7 separate regions of the Mus musculus genome follow, and all the other regions are linked to region 7. The links are chromatin contacts, called in public Hi-C, HiChIP or PLAC-seq, capture Hi-C and promoter capture Hi-C maps. All regions are on one chromosome and are shown on one strand. Each heading gives the region's core, a stretch centred on a gene start, on an enhancer-like site or on the middle of the called end of the contact. The rest is flanking DNA. Distances are from core to core; before and after follow the strand shown. Region 1 holds the start of Iqce (IQ motif containing E). Region 2 holds the start of Gnb2 (guanine nucleotide binding protein (G protein), beta 2). Region 3 holds the start of Zkscan1 (zinc finger with KRAB and SCAN domains 1). Region 4 holds the start of Cops6 (COP9 signalosome subunit 6). Region 5 holds the start of Nyap1 (neuronal tyrosine-phosphorylated phosphoinositide 3-kinase adaptor 1). Region 6 holds the start of Eif3b (eukaryotic translation initiation factor 3, subunit B). Region 7 holds the start of Get4 (golgi to ER traffic protein 4).

Region 1 (2,700 bases), core at 65-2,564, 1.5 Mb after region 7:
GAACTATCTTTGTAATCTCAACACAAGAAATTTCATTAATTTATTCATTTACTTTACATCCGGTTCGAAGTCTTCCCCCACCAAGTCCCACCCTTAGTGGGGATGGTTTTAACTTCTTAAAGGTCTGGAGATGCAGTTCTGCGAGCGAGCCCGGTGAGGGGTGCGGGTGGGGGGCGCTCAGTGGTAGTCAGAAATTAAGTGCTTGCCTAGAATCCCCCAGTGACCCAGCTGGGGAGGTTTATCTGTAGCGCTCTAGTCTGGCATGAGGGTTTCAGTCCCCAGTAGCACCCAAAAAACAGAGATGAGGGAGCAGTTACTGGGGGCAGCTACTGAAGGCAGTGTTGAGAGAGCGACCTCCAAAACTAGGCAAATCTTGGAAAGCTTCGAGTGCAGGAACAAGTAGGGAATCCCAGCTGCTCTCTGCTGACCTAAGGCTTAGTCGTTCAGTCTGTTGTGGAGGCTCTCACAGGCGTCCCCTGGACCCTTGAAAGTCATATTTCACCATGGCCAGGTCCCTGCCTACCTCCCTCAGTGCCCTTCTAAATCTCAACTCCAAAAGCTTGCTTTCCGGTGTGCTACTTTCCCCGGCCTTGCGGCCTTTACATTTAATGCTCCTACTGGCTCTAAACCTGTACCAAGCTGCTCCCTACATCAGCCTATTGCCCTGTCCTATAGCCACCGCCCCTCTCCCACCGCCCCCCGGAATGTACAAAGTTCACTTGATACCGACACGCAGAGAGTGAGAGAGGCACACCTCTTCCAGAGATGACTCCCGGACCCGTGCAAAACTAGCCTTGGGGGAGGCTGGGGACAGGACTTCCCCCTTGCCCTGGATCGCTCCGGGGAGTCGCGAGACCACAGCCTACAGCAACACTTACGAGAGGAGCTTATCGTCGGCCGGCTGCAGCCTCAGACCCGCAGCGCGTGCGGGAGGGGCGCAGTCCCGGGGGCTTCCTGGAAGTAGTGGCCTCCGCGAGCGCAGGCGGGAGCTAGAGGCTGCTGGGGCGCGGGCACGGTGGCGGCCGACGCCCGGAGATGGCTCTTGTGCGGTAATAATCGGCCTGCCGGAGCTGGCTGCCACCGTGCGCCCTTCCTCCCTCCGCCCCAAGGCTCCTTACCGTCTCCGAGGCTATATCTGTGGTGCCCAGGCTCATAGCGGCAGCGCTGCGCGGCCTCCGGGTCCTGCGAGCTCTGCCCTCGGCTTGGGAGGCCTGCCAGCCGCCCTGGTACCATGGCAACCGTGCCGCGGCCACAGAGCCCCGGATGTGGTCCTTCCTCCGGAGCCCGACGAATCTTGTGCACGCGCAAAGTGTGCGCGAGCAAGGGGCCTACCAAGCACTCTCCCGGGGTTGCACGGCGCAATCCGTTCTTGTGGTCTTGTGGGCTTTTTTTTTTTTTTTTTGGTTGTTGTTTTGTTTTGTTTTGTTTCGTGGGATGCGTGAATTAATTGGCTTCCCGCAGGCAATACTAACTTTCTACCTGGAAGCCATGCTCTCAGATCCAACTTCAGGAGCCCGGGTTGGATTTCGGCAAACACTGGCTGCAACTATGTAGTCCAGTGGGCAGAGGTTCCGAGGGTCGCCATGTTGAGTTGAAAAGAGAGCATAAAGCACCATCCTTAACGATACGCAAGATTTGAGATTGGGGACATCAGCCTATTTACATGTTTGTTTTTTTTCTGTAAAGAAACTGAGATGTTGGGGGCCAAGGTGACTGACTCCCTAGTTGTTAGACCTGGGGTCTGGCGCCATGAGGATAAGACTGCCCATGGGCCAGCACCAACTGCTTTAAACCCTCAGCTGACGGTTTGCTATCACAAGCCTCTCTGAACTCTCCAGGATTCCGTGGCTTTCCAACCCAGGCCAGATAGGGAGCACTTCCCTGGTGGCCCAGCAGGCCAGTGATAGATGAAAACAGTATGTCATTTGCCTCTGTGTGTGTGTGTGTGTGTGTACACGCGCGCGCACGCGCGCGCGTGATCCTGTCTGCCTCATCAATGCTGGGGTTACAAATGTGTATCGCTATGCCCTCCTTTTATTTTGTCCCCTTCCGCCCCCATCCCATCTCCTTTATGGATTCTGGCGACTCCTGTTCTTAGGCTTGCAAAGGGACTATTCCCCAGCACACATTCATTTTTTTGAGTAAACAGCTCTCTGCAACTGGGTGGCTTTGCAACATTAAGCTTAATACAAGGATTCTCCTGGGAGGTTTTTTTTTTCTTGCTTGTCTAAGGACCCATGATTTGCCAAAGAATAACAGCCCAGACTCAGTATGTAAACGCAGAGTAGTTTTTTGGTTTTGTTTTTTTTAAGATTTTATTTATTAGCCTGGCAGTGGTGGAACATGCCTTTAATCCTAACACTTGGGAGGCAGAGGCAGAGGCAGAGGCAGGCAGATTTCTGAGTTTGAGGCTAGCCTGGTCTATAGAGTTCCAGGACAGTCAGAGCTACACAGTGAAACCCTGTTTATTTATTTAATGTGTATGACTACACAGTAGCTGTCTTCAGATACACCAGAATCCGTTACAGATGGCTGTGAGCCACCATGTGGTTGCTGGGAATTGAACTCAGGACTTCTAGGAAGAGCAGTCAGTGCTCTCAACAGCTGAGCCATCTCTCCAGCCTGCAGTGATATTTTCTGCAGAAGCCCAACATGCTGGGGTCTCCCATTACCAAGATAGAGACAACCAAGCTCACAGGT
Region 2 (2,700 bases), core at 59-2,558, 1.7 Mb before region 7:
TCCCCCACCCAGCTCCCACTTCCCCCAGACACTGGGCGTTCCTCTTCCCCGAAGATATTTCCCCTCCGTAAGTTCAGCTTTCTGCGCCAGTGCCAGAGGATGCCCCTCCAAAATGAGGGAGGGGGCAACGACATAGCTACCACCCCACTCCAGCTGTGAACAAAAGCCCCTTCCTTCCAGCTGACAGCAGCCCAGGCCTGGCCTCAATGACACAGGCCTGGGGCAGAAGGAAAACAGGCCAGGAAGAAGACACTGGGTCGGGGGCCATGCTCCCAGCCCTTAGATCCCCATTACCCTCCAACGTTCCCTCAGCAGCTCCTCGATTCTAGGGATAAAGCAACCATAGCCCCCCCTCCAAAAAAAAGGGTGCCACCGCCTCCGCAGGTGTGAGAGGAGGAAAGAGAGGGTCCTCAGATCTGGCAGCTGGACGGCGCGGGCTGGCCGTGCTGCGAAGTGCAGTGGGCCAGGCCCTTCAGCTCGTAGGACCTCCATTTTGCCCAAAAGAAAGCTGGACGAAGGGGACAGGCGACTAGGTGCCAGACCTGGGTAAGGATTTGTAAAAAGAATAAGGTGCTGAGATCTCCAGCTTAGGGGTCGGGACTGAGAAAACACTGCCAGAGCCCGAATCAAGGGGCAGTAGGGTGGAGACGAAGACAAGGGTGGCCTTGAGGCCTTAACTGGATCTCCTAGGATTCTGGAGTTCTGCAAGGCTAATGCAAGCAAGGGTGTGAAACGAGTGGGCACGAGGGCTGTTACCCAGGGGCAGGCAGCAGGGTGGTGGTGGGGAAAGGGGGCGGGACAGGACATAGAAGAAACCCAGAATTTAGCCCCCCAACTATTAAGGGATCAAGAGGCAGGCGGGGCTGGGATGAGGGGGGTCTAGATTTTAAAATAATTGCCACTGATATTGCAGGGAGCGCATGCATTATTGAAGCCGAGGGTCCCCCCCCCCCCCCCAGTTCCCCTTCCGGGTTTGGAAACGACCGGGCCAGAGGAAGGGAGGGGAGGTCTGGGAGTTACGTCCGTTTCCCAAGAGCCAAACCCGGGAGACGGAAGGAACCGAGGCTTCCCCCTGCCACACACACACCCGTGGGAATTTGGGGCTGGGGGAGATGAGGACTCCTTTTATCAGCGGAGGTACCTGAGGTGGTGGGACTCTGCCAAGGGGTCGCTTGGAGGAGCGCGGGAGGTCCTGTCTTCCTCCGCGGCGGAGGCGGCAGCGGCGGCGACGCGGATGGATTTCCTCAGTCACCCCAACTCAACCGTCCAGCGCAGCTCTCCCCAGAGCGGAGGGATCCCGCCCGCCAGTGACGCGGCCGTCGCCGCCGCGCCCAGGGCCAGGCTGGACGAGACCAAATACTCAAGTGTGTGGGGGGGAAGGCTAGAAGCGAAAACACCACTCCAGGAGCAAAAGATGCCTCAGCCACAATAAAAGCACAATTCCACGTTTTTCTAACTCATCAAAGATCACACGACGTAGTTTATTTCCAGAAAAGGAGCAAGACATCCTCTCTAGGGACAGCAGAAGTGGTATAGGCATAAGGGAGGGGGGAAAAAAAAAATCCCAGGTCACGTGATCGACCTCCTTCAACCCCCCCCCCCTCCGGATTGGGCGGCTCCAGACTGGAGGCAAGAAGGCCCAATTCTCGGGTTGGCCACGCCCCCTGGTGAGGCCACTCCCTTCCCGGAGGCGGAACTAGGGAAGTCTAAACCAGTGCAGGACAGTGGGGCAGAAAAAGACAGCGAGTGGTTGGTGACCACTAGAATCCCATAAAATGCAAGTTAGAGGGAATTACACCCAGACAGTTCTTCAAGCGCAGCACTGTGAGGGGTTGTAGGCTTCCTAGACTAGGCCTCATACCGCCGCAGCAACAGTCCATATTTATTGATTTGCATACTTAAAGGTTTTTGTTTTATGATAGAGTTTCAGGAGCCCACCACGTAGCCCAGGATGACCCTAAACTGATAATCCTCCTGCTTACATCTACCAAATGCTGGAATTACAGATACACAACCCTGTGCCTGATTTATGCAGGGTAGAACTTAGGGCTTCATACATGCTAGGCAAACACTCCACCAATGGAGCCACATCTCTCACCAATACTTTTGTTTATTAATCCTCATGATGCTGACTATGGACTCAGGCTGCAGAGTTGAGATGCGATCTCAACTTTAATAACCATTGAAGAAAACTACACTGTGGAGCACCCCACCGAGGGAACACAACATAAGAATGTGCCTGGATTTCCATATCTGTTAAATGAGTATATTGAAGGTTACCCTTGAGTCTCCTGGATTGTTGGAGAACTGTCCCGTCCCCCGTCCCCCCATAGATTGTGAAAATGTTTTGGTAAAGTCCGAGTTGTCCTGTGGCCTTTGAGACAGTCCTCGGAGTTTAGGAGATCAAAACACACTATTCAGCCGGGCAAGGTGGCACACACCTTTAATCCCAGCACTCGGGAGGCAGAGGCAGGTGGATTTCTGAGTTTGAGGCCACCCTGGTCTACAAAGTGAGTTCCAGGACAGCCAGGGCTATACAGAGAAACCCTGTCTTGAAAAAAACAAAACAAAACAAAACAAAACAAAACAAAAAAAAAACACTATTCAAAATAGACTGTAGTGAAGTATACTCGTAGAGAGGAAAGAATAGAAAGTTCACATTTGTCTTCACCCACATATTGAACTAGAGGCCAGCCTGAG
Region 3 (2,700 bases), core at 1-2,500, 1.2 Mb before region 7:
CTCCAAGTGAATGGCTGGCTCCTTGTTTCCTTTAACAATACTGCAAATAGGGGAAGGTGGAATTGGAGGATGACTTGCCTAAGGCGGTTTTGGGTGTTTGGTTTTGGACCCCAGAAGAGGGGACTGAGATGAATATTTTACATATCAAAACAGACCTGGTCTTCAGGTTCTCCCAGCATCCCTCAGATCCTACCTGGTATACCCTGCCCCCAGCCTTGAACTTTCCATCCCAGGGCTTGGGCTGCCCTTCCCCAGAGACTCTTCCCTTTATAATCCAAACATTTTGCTCTCCTCCTTCTCCTTCTCTTCTTTCTCTGCATGTAAGCCCTTTCTCTTTCTGCCTCCCCTCCCATTGCAACTCTCCTGCCTCAATCCTTGGGGCCAGTGAACTCTACCAAGAGCAGCTTCCCAATAAACCTGCCTTTATTATAATATAATCTAGCCTGAATGGGCTCGTTTCACTGGCGGAGAAATAACCTATCACTGGGAGAAGGGGGGCTGATATTGGGATGTAAAGTGAATTAATTAATAATCAATTAATAAAAAAGGAACAATACTTCAATTGCTTTTTAATTTTGGAGTATTGTTTTATAAAGTTATCTCCCCCATGCTGTATGGTCTCTTCCTTGTGGACTTGCCTTTGATATAGAGCCTTCTATAAGGTGGAGCCTCATTTCTGTATTGCCCACAAGGCAAAGAGATAAAGGCAGTAATTGTTGAGCGTCTGTAATTCCTCTGAAAGATCCTTTTAAAGTGCTATAATAGCATATTCTACAGAACCAGTGTAAGTAGCTTGTTTACTGAAAGATAGTCTTTTATCCTCGGGCCACATATCTGGAAACACCATGCACTCAACTGGCAAACCTCACCAGGGCTGATCTGTGAAACCAGACACCCCTGGCTTGGCTTTGATCTAACTCCATCTACACCCTTGCTTCAGCTTCTCTGCCACAGGCATACAATTACTATTATTGATAACTGCCCAAGATGGAAAAGATGGGGAAGAAAGTAACAAATATAGAGCTGAAAAATACTACATCAGGAAAAAAAAAAAACCTGAACACCCTAAACAGGATCACTTTATCTCTATCTGTCACCTCTGGAATTGAAGACAGGCAATCAGGGCTGGGGGGGGGGGGGTGTTGGGTAGGGAGACTCGGAACAAGAAATTCAGAAACCGAGATGCAAAGTCCTCCCGTGTTCCTAGAGGAGACCCGGAAGCTCAACTCGATCCCGGAAGATGAGGTGCTGACCTACTTCCGGTCTTTGTGACTCATTGTGCCTGTGGCGAGGTATTGGGAGGGCCTATGTCGGTGTGCAGTGCCCTTCGGTCGGGTTGAACCCAGAGCAAGCTGTGCTTGGTCGCCCGGCGTCCCCAGGCCGCTCCGGAGACTCACGGTGAGTCTCATGGCGGACTCTCGGAGGACGGGCGGGCTGCGAGGGTGGACCGTGTGACCACCCGGGGGGACTTGGAAAGGAGCCCTGCGGGGTCCCGGCGGTGCTCGAATCTCTGGGGTCAGTGGGGAGCTCTTTCATGTCATCATCCTTGTATAACATTTCTGAGGACAAGATCACAAATGGACGTGATCCCCGTGTCTGGATTCTTCTCCCCCTCCCCCCCTCCTGTCGCCATTTGCTGTGGTTGCAGGGGAAAGTGTTTTGTGTGGTTTTCGTTTTATTGCTGTCGTTTACTTCTCCGGGCGTCTTGGGTCCTTGAGAATCTTGAGATAAACGACGCGGAAGACCTTGAGCTCTGTACAGGTTTGAGGTTCCGAAAACATTTCCGGATCACTTGCTTTTCTGTCTTTCCATCTCCCAACGCTGAGCGAAAGCGCTGGCGGCTTGACGGTGGTTAAAAGATCTAGTAGAAATTAACAGCCGGCTGTCAGCTTTATGCAATGCTTCAAGACCTCTTGCTGGTTTAAGCCTGTTTAACTGTGCTATCTGGGAGATTAGTGGAGTGTTAGTTCACCTTGCTTGATTGCAATGAGTGAGACGTGAAGGGTATCTGGGAGAAACCACACTGGGCCAGTAGGAGATTGATCAGCTTAATGACCTTAGATGAGATTAGACATTTGCCAACTGTCAGTTTTATTATCCATAAAATTAACTACCTTTGCTCAAAAAGGTTCTTCAAACTTGAAATGAGTGGAGTTGGTAAATGTAATTGTAATTTAAAAAAAAAAAAAGGCAGCTCATTTAGTTTGAAGTTCCCCCTTCCTTCCCCTCCCTACACACACACAGCACACACACACATTGATTATAGAGAGTGGCTGTTCCATGGCCTGGGACCAAAGAAAGCATTTATTGTACAGGGCAGTGCTAGGCGGATTGAAAGCAGTCAATAAATACTTGTTGGAATTATGAAGAATTCATTGTAACCACATCAAGTGAAGTTACTAGAAAAGCTGGCCAAATGTGGGAAAATACCTTTATTATAAGGAAACTGTAGTGAAGAATTATCCAGATGTTTTTTTTCTTTCAGGTTTGTGTCCTCTTTCAATTACCACACAAGATTCTTACTTGTTATTTTATTCAGGATCATCTTTGTTAACTTACAGAAATGCCTGCGGCTGAATGCTATTTTCTTTTGTTGATCCTCTACTTCATGTCTCCATGAAGGAAACAGGAAAAATTTCAAGTGCATTATACTATATTTAGATACAACCAGGCCAGTGTACTAAGTTTTAAATCTTAGCT
Region 4 (2,840 bases), core at 12-2,511, 1.1 Mb before region 7:
CAGGACAGCCAGGGCTATACAGAGAAACCCTGTCTCGAAAAACCAAAATAAAAATTTAAAAAAATGGCTGTTATTGGCCCCAAATGAATGATTGTGGACCAAATACTCTTTCTTGGCTATTTAAGCAGGTCGCTTAGCCTTAGTTATTGTCCAAGTAGGAAACGTTTTCTTTTATTTTTATTTTTATTTTTATTTTTTTTATTTTGGAACTCACTCTGTAGACCAGGCTGGCCTCGAACTCAGAAATCCGCCTGCCTCTGCCTCCCAAGTGCTGGGATTAAAGGCGTGTGCCACCATGCTGGGCAAGTAATTGTCTTTTTTTTTTTTTTTTTTTTTTGGTTTTCTTTTTTGTTACAAGTAATTGTCTTAATCACTGTTCTATTGCTGTAAAGAGACACCATGACCAAGGCAACTCTTCCCCTCCCCCCACCTTTTTTTTTTTGTTTGTGCGACAGGGTTTGTTTGTGTAGCTTTGGCTGTGATGGAACTCACTTTGTAGTCCAGGCTGGCCTTGAACTCATGAGGTCTGCCCGCCTCGATTAAAGGCTGTGATTAAAGGCGTGGGCCACAAGCCCTCCCAATAGCAGTTGCTAAGTTGTGTAAAGAGGTTGTCTTGAAACTGAAGAAGCTGAACAATTCAAGAGTAATTACTACTGGGGAGATGGCTCAGGGGATGAAGTGTTAGGACCTGAGTTTAGATCCTCAGTACATCGTTTTAAAAGCTAGGCATGCTGGGTATGGTACACACCTTTAATCTCAGCATTCAGGAAGGAGAGGAAGGCGGATCTCCTAGAAGTCTGCCTAGACGAATAGCAAGTTCCCACCAGCTGGCCAACATTGTAAGACCCTATCTCAACAAACAAGTGATCAAGTCTCTATAGATTATATGCAACATGAAAAATTTTATATCCTGAATAAATTGTCTTCCCCATTCCCTTTTACAGCCTTTCCTCCTTTTGATCGCAATTTTCTCTGTGTTTAGTATTGACAGTGTATCCACTTGAGACCTGGAAACTAATAGCCCTCCTTGGGAGGTAAAGGCAAGAGGATCAAAGTTCAAAGCCATCTTCAGATACACACTACAGAACTCATGGCCAGGCTGGTTTACATGAGAACCGCTAGCAGCAGCACAACACGCAGAGCACCCTGAGCTACTAAGTACTGGCAGCTGCCCCGCCCATTAGCAGCACCAAGTATACACTGAGCATGCACCGCTCCCCGACGGAAGCCGAGAAGGAAAGGGGCGGGCCGTGGCTGGCGGGCGCGGGGAAAATGGCGGCGGCAGCTGCGGCGGGGGCGAATGGGAGCGGAGGCAGCAGCGGCATGGAAGTGGATGCAGCAGGTAACGGGGTGCGCAGACCGACTTCTGGAGTTGCCCTTGAGAAGTGGTCTTGAGTACTTCTTAAACCTGTCCCAGGATAACTTGAGGGCAGCGATGGACGGCCGGGCTCTGCTGGTCCCCTGCTTCCATGTCTAGGGGAAAATGTGTGGGCCCGAGCTCTCAGCCGCTATGTTTTCCTTTCACCTTTAACAGTCCCCAGCGTGATGGCCTCCGGAGTGACTGGGAGTGTTTCCGTCGCTCTTCATCCCCTTGTCATCCTTAACATCTCAGACCATTGGATCCGCATGCGCTCCCAGGAGGGGCGGCCTATGCAGGGTGAGTGTTGTGTGTAAATCTCAAAATCTCTTGGAGATTTCCTCCAGTCACTCCCCTGCGCCCTTTCTTCCAAATTATTGTTTCCCCAGTCGTTGATTCACGCCGACTCGGGAAAGGTTTTCCGAGACGCCTGTTCCTCACCTAGTTTCCTTGCGCTTCTGTTTCTCTCCCCTTAGTGATTGGGGCTCTGATCGGGAAGCAGGAGGGGCGAAATATCGAAGTGATGAACTCCTTTGAGCTGCTGTCCCACACCGTGGAAGAGAAGATTATCATTGACAAAGAATATTATTACACCAAGGAGGAGCAGTGTGAGAGGGGAATAGAAGTGGGTGGGGAAGGAAAAGTGGGAAGATTTTTGTTTTGTTTTGTTTGTCTTAAAGAATAAAAGGCCTGAGGATGTAGGGCAGTGGGGTAAAGTGCATTTCCTAACATTCGGGAAGACCAGAGTTCAATCCTCAGTACCATATAACCCAGGAGATAGAGGCAAGAGGTCAGAAGTTCAAGGTTAGTTAGGTGTAGTTATTTTAAACTGACCCAAAATATGAGGAGGGAGGGGAGAACCGGAAAGAACACACCAGGCCCATCAAACTAAGGAAGAGAGGTTTAAAGGAATATTTACTCTGGCCCCTTCTTCTCCAGTTAAACAGGTTTTCAAGGAGCTGGAGTTTCTGGGTTGGTATACCACAGGGGGGCCACCTGACCCCTCAGACATCCACGTCCATAAGCAGGTATAGAAGCTCAAATATGTGCATGTTGGGGAAATGAACAGAAGGTTAGGGGAAGAGGAGATACTGACTCTTCCTGGGCTTTGCCTTATCTTCTAGGTGTGTGAGATAATTGAGAGTCCGCTCTTTCTGAAGTTGAACCCTATGACCAAGCACACAGATGTGAGTGTTGTTGACCCAATGTCCCCTTTTTCTTGATCATCTGCCACTATGCCTTTGCTCTAATTTACCGACATTATGTGTATTAGAGAAAGCTTGAGTTGAATCTCTACCCTGCTGTTTACACCCATCAGTTGTGTGACTTCATCTCTTCAGTGGTGTTTCCATATGTAATGTGTGTAAAACCTAGAGAAAGCATGAGCCAAGTGTGGTGACAACACTTGTAACCAATCTTAGCACTCAGGAGATTGAGGCAGGATTGTGAGTTCAAAGCCAGCCTGGCATGTGTGTAAGTTCAA
Region 5 (2,700 bases), core at 170-2,669, 1.5 Mb before region 7:
CCCTGCTTAATGCCACCAGGCCCGGGGGGCGGCCCTCCCTGGGTCCCGGATCCACTTGATAAAGGGAACAGGTGGAGAGAAAAAAGAAGATATGGTTGGGGAGGGAGGAATGAAAGAGAAAAAGGAGCAGAGACGTGATTTGGGTCTTCAGAAAAGGAAAACACAGGCACAGAATATCCCATACAGTTTAGGGAACCCCTCCCAGACAGGCAGCCATAGAAGTGTGTGTGTCCAGAATCACACACCCTGACAAAGGTGTTTGGAGCCACAGACACTGAGCGATCAGGTTGGCACAGATTCCCATTCTGTGTAAATATATCCCGAACCACCACAGACAGACAGACCTCACAAGCATACAGCAACTCTGTAGGGACACAGCATATTTAGACACACCACAGGCCACAGACATATCTACAAATAGGGACAGACATAAAGGGGCACAGGTAAACACAAACCCAGGAACAACACACACAGACATAAACACCCACAGACACACCCACTGATAGATACACACAGACCTCTAGCACACAAATCTGCTATGGAATTGGCCACACCTACAGACAAGTTGTGCTCAGGGCCTACTTGCGTACATTGCACCCAGCTTGGGGGGGGGGGGAGTTAGGCTTCCTACCCTCTTTTAGGCCCTGAGGCTTAGTGGGGGGTTCATCAGGGCAGGGTGGGGATGCTGAAGGAAGGATGGTGATACTGAGTTGGGCAACTGAAATCCCATCCATCCATCTACCTTCACTCTCCGGAGTCCCCGCTTTTCCAATCCTGGGCCTGGACCTCCGTCCACCTCTATTCCAGCTCCCTGGTCCCTCAGCAATGGTTTCTGCCTCCCTCCTCTTGCTGATAGCCCAAATCAATCTACCTTCTGTCTGCTCCAGGATTTGGGAGAACCCCCGGCTCCCCCCTAGTAGTCCCGCCCTTGAATCCCACCCTGGCGGGGGTCTCCAGTCTGGCCCCATAGCAACCTTCTGGGCTTCGGCCTCCATACCTGCGCTTTGCGTCCCTTCCCCCAAACACACTCTCTCCCTTTCGCCTTCAGCTTCACGTCTCCTCCCTGGAGCCCCTCCTCACAGCCGTCCTCCTCCTTCCCCAGTTTGTTCCAAACCTGGCCTGCTTTAACCCCCCCCCCCTTTTCCATCCAAGGGCCCCAGGTTCCCGGGGCACCCCCTCCTCTTCCCCTTGTCCTGCTACCCTGGGTGTCTCCGCCTCTCGCCCCGCCAATTCCTCCCTACCCGTAGTCCCCCCATCACCACCTCCCCGCATGAAGCCTCCCCAGTTTCTACATCACCGTACCTGGCCTGCCGGGCGCCGGCCCCCCCATGCCGGGCTCCGCCCGGAGCAGGAGGAGGGAGGAGGAGAGACAGAGAGAGACTGGGGGAGCCGAACTGGGCCCTGCCGCAGAGACAGCCCCGCCTCCGGGTCCGCCCCCAGACCCGCCCCCGGCCCCAAACCCACCCTTCCACACCCTCCAAGGGCAGAGCGGGAACGGCGGTGCGGCGCTGCACCAGGAGGTTAGGGTGGAGGGTGCAAGGACTGCGGAGCGTACAGGGGATCTTGAGAGGATGGTCTTGGGGTGTGGGAGTTCCGCTCCGCAGCTTTCGGGCGTCTGGTTCTCGCCGACCCGCGCCCCCTACTCAGCCGTGTTGTGCTGGGTTGGGTCTCCCAAGCCCTAAGCGGAGCGGGGTGCTCAGCGGCGCCCCCCAGCGGAAGCCTGGAGGTCGCACCCACCCGCGAACCCGGTGCGCCTTAGTGCTCCCGGGTGGGAGGCTGCGGCTGCGGCCCCTGGGTGCTACCAAGCGGTGAGGCGGGCAGAGGGACTCCGAGTCGCCTGCCTGGAGATCAGCGCATCTGCTCAGCAGGGGGCGTGCTCCCTTGGCTTAGTCCCCGCCGTGCCCCCACCCTGCCACCCCGCCCTAGGTGCGGGGAGGGCACGAGAATTGGCTGGCGGTGCTGGGCCTCCTCCCCTTGCAGCCTCCCAGGCGCCCGGACCTTGTTCCACCGTGTGGGGCTCAAAGTCTTCCGCGCGTCCGCCCCCGCGCTCCAAGTCATTCCTTACTAACCTTTGACTCCGTGGGCGCCGCCCGCCAGGATCTGAGCGCACCAGGTTGGCCCGTGCGGGAGACCACCAGGGGCACCACCTGGGAGTGGTTAGGGATGTGACCTCACCCCTCCCCTCTTTTGACCTTTTCTCATCAGAGCTCTGACAAATTCCTTACGTGGATAGCTTTGTGGTTGGGTAAATTAGCATCGAGAAGACCTCTGCTGTATCCGCCAAGGACTGGGGGGGGGGGGGGGGGGGGAGATATCCCCTGCAAAATATGCACATCCTAATCCCTGGTACCTGTGGACGCTTTTCAATGCGGCAAAATCTATGCAGGTGTGTTGTGTGGCCCCAAGCACATCCCACTGCTTGTCTGAGCCATGTCTCATTTCACACTTGCCTCGATTAACCTTACTGAGGCTTGACACGCTGCGGCACACACCTGTGATCCCAGCATTCCTCAGGTAGAATCAAGAGGCGCTTCAGTTCAAGGTCATCCTCTGCTACACAAGTTCAAAGCCGACCGTGGCCTACATGCGACTATAAATAAAGACCTTAGGAAGGAAGAGGGTTGTAAGCACTTTGTAAACCAGCAGCCTATATAGGGATCCAGTTTGGAGGAGTAAGGGTACGTGGGAAGCTTGTTTCCT
Region 6 (2,700 bases), core at 109-2,608, 1.2 Mb after region 7:
CTTTATATCGCACAGGCTGGCATGATCTTTCTGCCTCAGTCTCCCCAGTGCTGGGATTCCAAGTCTATGCTTCCTGGTCAACTAACAGGTCCTTTAAAAAAAAAAAAAAAGGAAAGTTTTGTTTGTTTTTTCTTAGGAATGATCTGGGACCAGAGAGGTGACTCAACTGTTTTTGTTGTTGTTTTGTCTTTTAAATTAGGCTCAACAGTTCAGAGCATTGCCTGCTCTTCTAGAGAGCCTGGGTTCTATTGCCAGCAACGACATGCGGTTCATAATTGTCTACTCTAAGTCCTGCGCGTGATACGATGCCTTCTTTCGGCCTCCGCTTGTACACGGTGCACAGACAGACTTGCTGGCAGAACACTGATACGCATAAAAAAAAATTCGAGTTAAGAGATGGTTGTAAACTACCATATGGGTACTGAGAGCGAAACTTGTGTTCTTAAGCTCTTAGTCCCCTCAACTAGTTCTTATTAAGATTTTCGAAACTTTGAACTGGAAGTATCAAAAATCTTGACTATCTTTTCAAGCAAACCACTCTTGGGGTCCCCCTGGTCACTCCACGAAGGTTCCGTCCCGTCCACCCCACGCTGGCCCACGTGATCGCGCTCTCCCGCGCGTGAAGACCGCAGTCACCGGCAGACAGAATCACAGTGACTTTCACGTCTGGGGCCAACGCTAAATTGCGAGCCGCTGCAGTGAGGATGGCCATTGAGATTAAAGCCGCTCATCACACGACTCTGCATTGTGCGGGCAGTCATTCTTGTGTGTGTTGGCGGCCCCTGGTTGTCGGCGAGCTCCTCGCGTAATTTTGGAACCCTTCGTTCTTTTGCCCCGTCAGTGGACCGGTCTAAAATGCAAGACCTTACGGGGGAGCGAAGCCAGTCATGTCAGTCAAGCAGTCTGTCTGATTAAAAGCAAAGCTTACAAAGAATCATGTGTGGAGCTTTCAGTTGTCTTGGCATTATTTTATGGTCACATATTTTGTCTTCATACAGTTACGCGTGTTAATCATTTGAGAATCCACTTGATGCTCCCCAGATAGTACAGTCCTTCCCCGTAGCGCCCGCTGGGAGAGGCAAAGGAACTTCTACCATCTTGGACGCAACTATTTCTTAGCTAGAATGGGGGAGCCACATATCCTTGTGAATTTATTTGCTACCTTAAAAAACCTTTTGGGCTATAAATAAACTTGCATATCTTGAAACTTATTATTTTAATTGTTTCTAGATTTTTATGCATATCTGAGTTTTCTCGGGCTGATCGTGAGGAATGAGGGCGTGGGTGTCTCCCCCGAGCCACATCTTGGTACGATCCCATCGCTGCACGCACATGGCTCCGCGCTAGCGGCGCGCGGTGACTTCTGGGAGTCGGAAGCAGGGCGGCCGAGCCGGGTGAGAAGCAGCGCGGGCCCATGCAGGACGCTGAGAACGTGGCGGTGCCCGAGGCGGCCGAGGAGCGGGCTGAGCCCGCGAGGCAGCAGCCGGCCTCCGAGTCGCCGCCGACGGACGAGGCGGCAGGGTCTGGGGGGTCCGAAGTGGGGCAGACGGAAGACGCCGAAGAAGACGCCGAGGCCGGACCGGAGCCCGAAGTGAGGGCCAAGCCGGCGGCCCAATCCGAAGAGGAAACGGCGACGAGTCCGGCCGCCTCGCCCACGCCGCAGTCGGCGGAGCGGTCCCCGTCGCAGGAGCCCTCTGCTCCCGGGAAGGCAGAGGCCGTTGGCGAGCAGGCCCGGGGGCACCCCTCGGCTGGAGCGGAGGAGGAGGGCGGGTCTGATGGGAGCGCGGCTGAGGCGGAGCCGCGGGCTCTGGAGAACGGAGAGGCAGATGAGCCCTCCTTCAGCGACCCCGAGGATTTCGTAGACGACGTGAGCGAGGAAGGTAAGGGCGATCGTGTCCCCGGCCAGGGCGCGAGGTCTCCCGGTTACAACGATCTTGTTTCCTCTACAGTGGGGGACCATTTGGGGAGTCCGTTTCTGCGGCAAGCCCTTGCACCTGGGGGTTGGTGGAGGGCAGGACGAACAGGACTATCTGGGGGCATTCCAGTTTCCTGGCCAAGGGTTTCCAGGGTTGACCAGTTGCTGTGTTCCCAATGGTTTCCGTAGTAAGGCATTGCCATCGGACCCAAGCACATTACCAACCTGCTTCCTTTTACTAGGTCGGTACCCTGGACCATTGCTTTTTCACATTGTTCGTTTGGCCGCTTACTTCATGATTTCTTCTATGGTGACTGGCTTTTTAAAGGCATTGTTTCTGTCTACCTGCACAGGAGCCAGATTCCTAAAATCTTTTTTGACAGTTGATAGCATGTGTTCCTCTGCCGTTTCAACTTCACTTGAGCCAGTTCCTTCATGTGTTGGTGTGGCTAATACCAAGGGCCAAAGGGCCTAAGAACACCACTTTTTTTTTTTTTTTTTTAAACGAGACAGGGCCTCTCTATGTAGTTCAGGCTGAAATTGAACTCTTGGTTCTTCTCAGTTTTCACGGTGCTGGTCCTACAGACATGTACTCCCAAACAATTGCTTTTGAACTACCATGAAAATTCAGCGCCCCAATATAGTTGTCAACTTAGAACTTACAATATTTCAAGAGGTCGTCATTTGATGTCACCATTGTTTGACTTAATCCTTTTGTATGTTTGTGGGGGTTGTTTTGTTTTGTTGTGAAACAGGGTCTGGCATGGTCCAGGCTGGCCAGCTCT
Region 7 (2,742 bases), core at 54-2,553:
CATTTATTCTAAGTACTACCATCTTGTTTTCAGGCTCCATTTAATCATATCAAGAAACCAAGCTCCCAGGCCCTAGGGGAGCTAGGGACTTCCCAATAGCTTACTTTGAACAGCTTCTGTTGTAAGGAAATAGTTGTCTTGAGTCCAGACATCTCGAGGACAACTTCATCTTGCTGGCAGGGTCAAACTAATGTTTATGTTTCCAGGCCTAGGAACCAACCTATCCTGATACAGTGGGAACGCCCTTGTCCAACCCCTTACGACGGATTATGATTAGACAGTGCTACAGCCTGCCCACCCACCTCCCCCTTTCTCTATATTTTCATCCTTTAGGCTGTACAGTATTCCCTCAGGGTTTTACTTCAGCTTCATCTGCTCTGCGGCCCTGACCAATAGCGGCTTGATTACCTGCGTTGACCTGGTGTCTTGAGTTATGTTGGTTTTAGGTTGGATTTAAGCGGACCCCACAGCAAGAGATCATGTTTACAGACTCCTTAATCTGTTACCATGCTTTCTGCTTGCACATGGGTGTGGTGCAGAAAATGCTAGTCCAGCTGGCCCGGGTGCAGGCATAAAAAGTAGGTAAGTTGAGGCAGGAGAGTCACAAGTTCAAGGGCCAGAGTAAATGGAAGGCTGAGAGTGTGTAGCTGACAGAAATGAACGCCCTGAACTTCATCTCCAGCATCCAAACTCATTATTTAAGGATATGTGTAGGGTTTTGTAACCTGAGTTTTGGATGCTGTCAGAGGACAACTCTGACCCTGGCCAGCACCTCCCATCCTCCCCCAATTAATCATGACCTTCCTCCCTTCTCTGCTGTCACCTGCTCCAACCACAGCCAGGTCTTCTTGGAGACATTACAGGTTCTAGCCTGAGCATACTGCCCTGTCCCAGATGTCACTAAGGATGACTGCCACCTGGAGGGGCACTCCCCGGGCAGGTGTGAGACAGGTCAAAGCTTCTAAAATGTGTCTGGTTCATCCATGCGCTAAGGGTAACTTCAGGGGGCGCGCGAATAAGACGCCTCATCGCTGAGTCTTCTGCCTCAGTTTACTTGCGCAGCCTACGTGGCTGATTACATTGTGCAGTGATGACACTAAGCTGGGGACAGCTCAGCGTGTAGTCCCGCCCAAGACCTCGGTCCCGCCCACTCTCGCAAGACTACAAACAAGTTCCCGCGATAGTCTGAGAGCCCCACCCCGTCGGCTTTTCCTGGCCTGTGTTCTCAGGGTCCTTCTCAGACCCCCCCTCAGGGGCGTGTCCTCGCGCGGCTCCCGCGATCCCGGCAGGCTCCGCCTCGATCACGTGCGGCCCGCGGCGCGCCCGCCCTCGCACGGCTCCTCGCGGCCACCGTAGAAGGAGTGCGGCGGCCGCAGGGACGGAAGCCGGGAGGCGCCGCCGACCGCGCCTGCGACAGCGTCAGCTCTGCGCGGAACGCCGGCCCATGGCGGCGGCGGCGGCGATGGCAGAGCAGGAGGGCGCCCGCAACGGCGCCCGCAACCGCGGCGGCGTCCAGCGCGTGGAGGGCAAGCTGCGTGCTAGCGTCGAGAAGGGCGACTACTACGAGGCGCACCAGATGTACCGGACCCTCTTCTTCAGGTGGGCGCGGGTGGCGGCTTAGCGCCGAGGCCCCACCTCCGCTGTTGCTCATTGGCTGCGCTGCGGCGCCCCGCACCCTCATTGGTTTATGCGGCTGCCTGTCGCGGAGCAGAGCGGGGGCGGCGGGCTTGTACTACTCGGCAGGGCCTCCTCTTCTCTGCCTGGTTCCCCCTCCTCCTCTCTCGGCCTCGTCTTTCTGAGTCCCTGCCTTACTCTCAGAGCTGCCCTTCCCCCGTCCTTCCTTCCTTCCTTTTCCCAGGCCTCCTTCCCCAGCCAACTTCTTCTCAGGCCTCCCCTTCCCTGGACTCAGTTTTATCACTAGCCTCTCTCCTCTTCACTTAGGCCTCCTCCCTCTTACAGGCCTCTCTTCCCGCCACTCCTTCTCTATCACACCCTCTTCCTCGCCTGGCCTCCCTTTCTCTGAAGGCTTCCGCTGGTTGGCGAGTCCTGTTGTCAGAGTAGTCTCACCTAGTCCTCCCTTCTGTGGCCAGTGATTGGAATTGCACAGCCGGCTAAAGTGTGGTCAGATGCTGACACCGTGGGCCAGCCTGTGGCCATCTGTATTCCTGCCTCTGTGCATCTGCCAGCTGATAATTCCTACGTAGAACTTTATTCCTGACTACAGGACATCAGCATTTCTGCTCCATGTCCGTAGTGTGGGTTTGGCCCCTGTGCCCCTTAGACCTACTTTTCGTTTTAAAATACGTTTTGTTTTAGGGCAATTTTAGGCCTTCAGTAAAAGGAGTGGAAAGTGGTTATCTTGTACCAGTTGCACATTATCATCCACCCATTACTGTCACCTAGGGCCCACGTGCTGTGGAACTCCTCCTACAGTCACTCCCTCTAGCTTGATCTGAGCACGGTGTGTTCTGTGGGCTGGATAAAGCTGCCATGACAGTGGATGACACTGTACACAGTGGCCTCACTGCCTTGAAGCCCTGTTGGGGGCTGAAGAATCAGTGCTCTGGGAACCCTCTGGCTCGTGAGTGATACTTGTTTACATCTGAGGACAATTCCCACTTCCCACATGCCCAGATTGAGCCTGGCAAGTAGCCAGGTGGACATGGGAGGGAGGGGCATGGTTAAGGCCACACGCAGTAGTTAGCAAGCCATCAGGGACCAGCCTTGCAGTATTTCCCTCCG

Evidence for each region. Promoter capture Hi-C pulls out the DNA fragments that hold promoters and counts their contacts. Hi-C and Micro-C count contacts between places; a contact is called where the count stands out from the background. HiChIP or PLAC-seq counts read pairs in DNA pulled down with a chosen protein or histone mark. Capture Hi-C pulls out chosen DNA fragments and counts their contacts.
Region 1: an H3K27ac HiChIP or PLAC-seq map of epiblast stem cells shows a contact between it and region 7, with 7 times the contacts expected there. The contact joins the promoter of Iqce here to the promoter of Get4 in region 7. A contact is called at or near these places in 3 of 39 promoter capture datasets (the 3T3-L1 cell line, liver and pre-B cells), 1 of 484 Hi-C or Micro-C datasets (B cells) and 2 of 115 datasets of contacts at active chromatin or transcription factors (embryonic stem cells and epiblast stem cells).
Region 2: a contact with region 7 is called in a Hi-C map of B cells, with 6 read pairs. The contact joins the promoter of Gnb2 here to the promoter of Get4 in region 7. A contact is called at or near these places in 1 of 39 promoter capture datasets (pre-B cells) and 1 of 484 Hi-C or Micro-C datasets (B cells).
Region 3: a contact with region 7 is called in an H3K27ac HiChIP or PLAC-seq map of epiblast stem cells, with 6 times the contacts expected there. The contact joins the promoter of Zkscan1 here to the promoter of Get4 in region 7. A contact is called at or near these places in 1 of 39 promoter capture datasets (cranial neural crest) and 1 of 115 datasets of contacts at active chromatin or transcription factors (epiblast stem cells).
Region 4: a capture Hi-C map of macrophages shows a contact between it and region 7, with 4 times the contacts expected there. The contact joins the promoter of Cops6 here to the promoter of Get4 in region 7. A contact is called at or near these places in 15 of 39 promoter capture datasets (the 3T3-L1 cell line, cranial neural crest, embryonic stem cells and 9 more), 4 of 484 Hi-C or Micro-C datasets (B cells, CD4 T cells, Th1 cells and 1 more), 7 of 115 datasets of contacts at active chromatin or transcription factors (craniofacial prominence, embryonic stem cells, fetal liver and 3 more) and 2 of 9 other capture datasets (liver and macrophages).
Region 5: a FOXA1 HiChIP or PLAC-seq map of pancreatic cancer cells shows a contact between it and region 7. The contact joins the promoter of Nyap1 here to the promoter of Get4 in region 7. A contact is called at or near these places in 1 of 39 promoter capture datasets (the 3T3-L1 cell line), 1 of 484 Hi-C or Micro-C datasets (myocytes) and 1 of 115 datasets of contacts at active chromatin or transcription factors (pancreatic cancer cells).
Region 6: a promoter capture Hi-C map of the HPC-7 cell line shows a contact between it and region 7. The contact joins the promoter of Eif3b here to the promoter of Get4 in region 7. A contact is called at or near these places in 4 of 39 promoter capture datasets (the HPC-7 cell line, hematopoietic stem and progenitor cells, liver and 1 more) and 1 of 115 datasets of contacts at active chromatin or transcription factors (embryonic hindbrain).

What each region holds. Positions count from the first base shown.
Region 1 is chr5:140,701,064-140,703,763 of GRCm38.p6, forward strand. Iqce (IQ motif containing E) reads right to left here and starts at 1,315. Exons shown (of 23, transcript NM_028833.3): 1 at 1,119-1,315. The coding sequence starts at 1,154.
Region 2 is chr5:137,531,998-137,534,697 of GRCm38.p6, forward strand. It overlaps Gnb2 (guanine nucleotide binding protein (G protein), beta 2), which reads right to left and starts at 1,309. Exons shown (of 10, transcript NM_010312.5): 1 at 1,142-1,309.
Region 3 is chr5:138,083,834-138,086,533 of GRCm38.p6, forward strand. It overlaps Zkscan1 (zinc finger with KRAB and SCAN domains 1), which reads left to right and starts at 1,251. Exons shown (of 6, transcript NM_133906.4): 1 at 1,251-1,398.
Region 4 is chr5:138,159,841-138,162,680 of GRCm38.p6, forward strand. Cops6 (COP9 signalosome subunit 6) reads left to right here and starts at 1,262. Exons shown (of 10, transcript NM_012002.3): 1 at 1,262-1,342; 2 at 1,535-1,657; 3 at 1,834-1,965; 4 at 2,297-2,385; 5 at 2,482-2,544. The coding sequence starts at 1,273.
Region 5 is chr5:137,739,749-137,742,448 of GRCm38.p6, forward strand. It overlaps Nyap1 (neuronal tyrosine-phosphorylated phosphoinositide 3-kinase adaptor 1), which reads right to left and starts at 1,420. Exons shown (of 7, transcript NM_001347505.1): 1 at 1,303-1,420; 2 at 1-54.
Region 6 is chr5:140,417,947-140,420,646 of GRCm38.p6, forward strand. It overlaps Eif3b (eukaryotic translation initiation factor 3, subunit B), which reads left to right and starts at 1,359. Exons shown (of 19, transcript NM_133916.2): 1 at 1,359-1,880. The coding sequence starts at 1,415.
Region 7 is chr5:139,251,021-139,253,762 of GRCm38.p6, forward strand. Get4 (golgi to ER traffic protein 4) reads left to right here and starts at 1,304. Exons shown (of 9, transcript NM_026269.2): 1 at 1,304-1,599. The coding sequence starts at 1,445.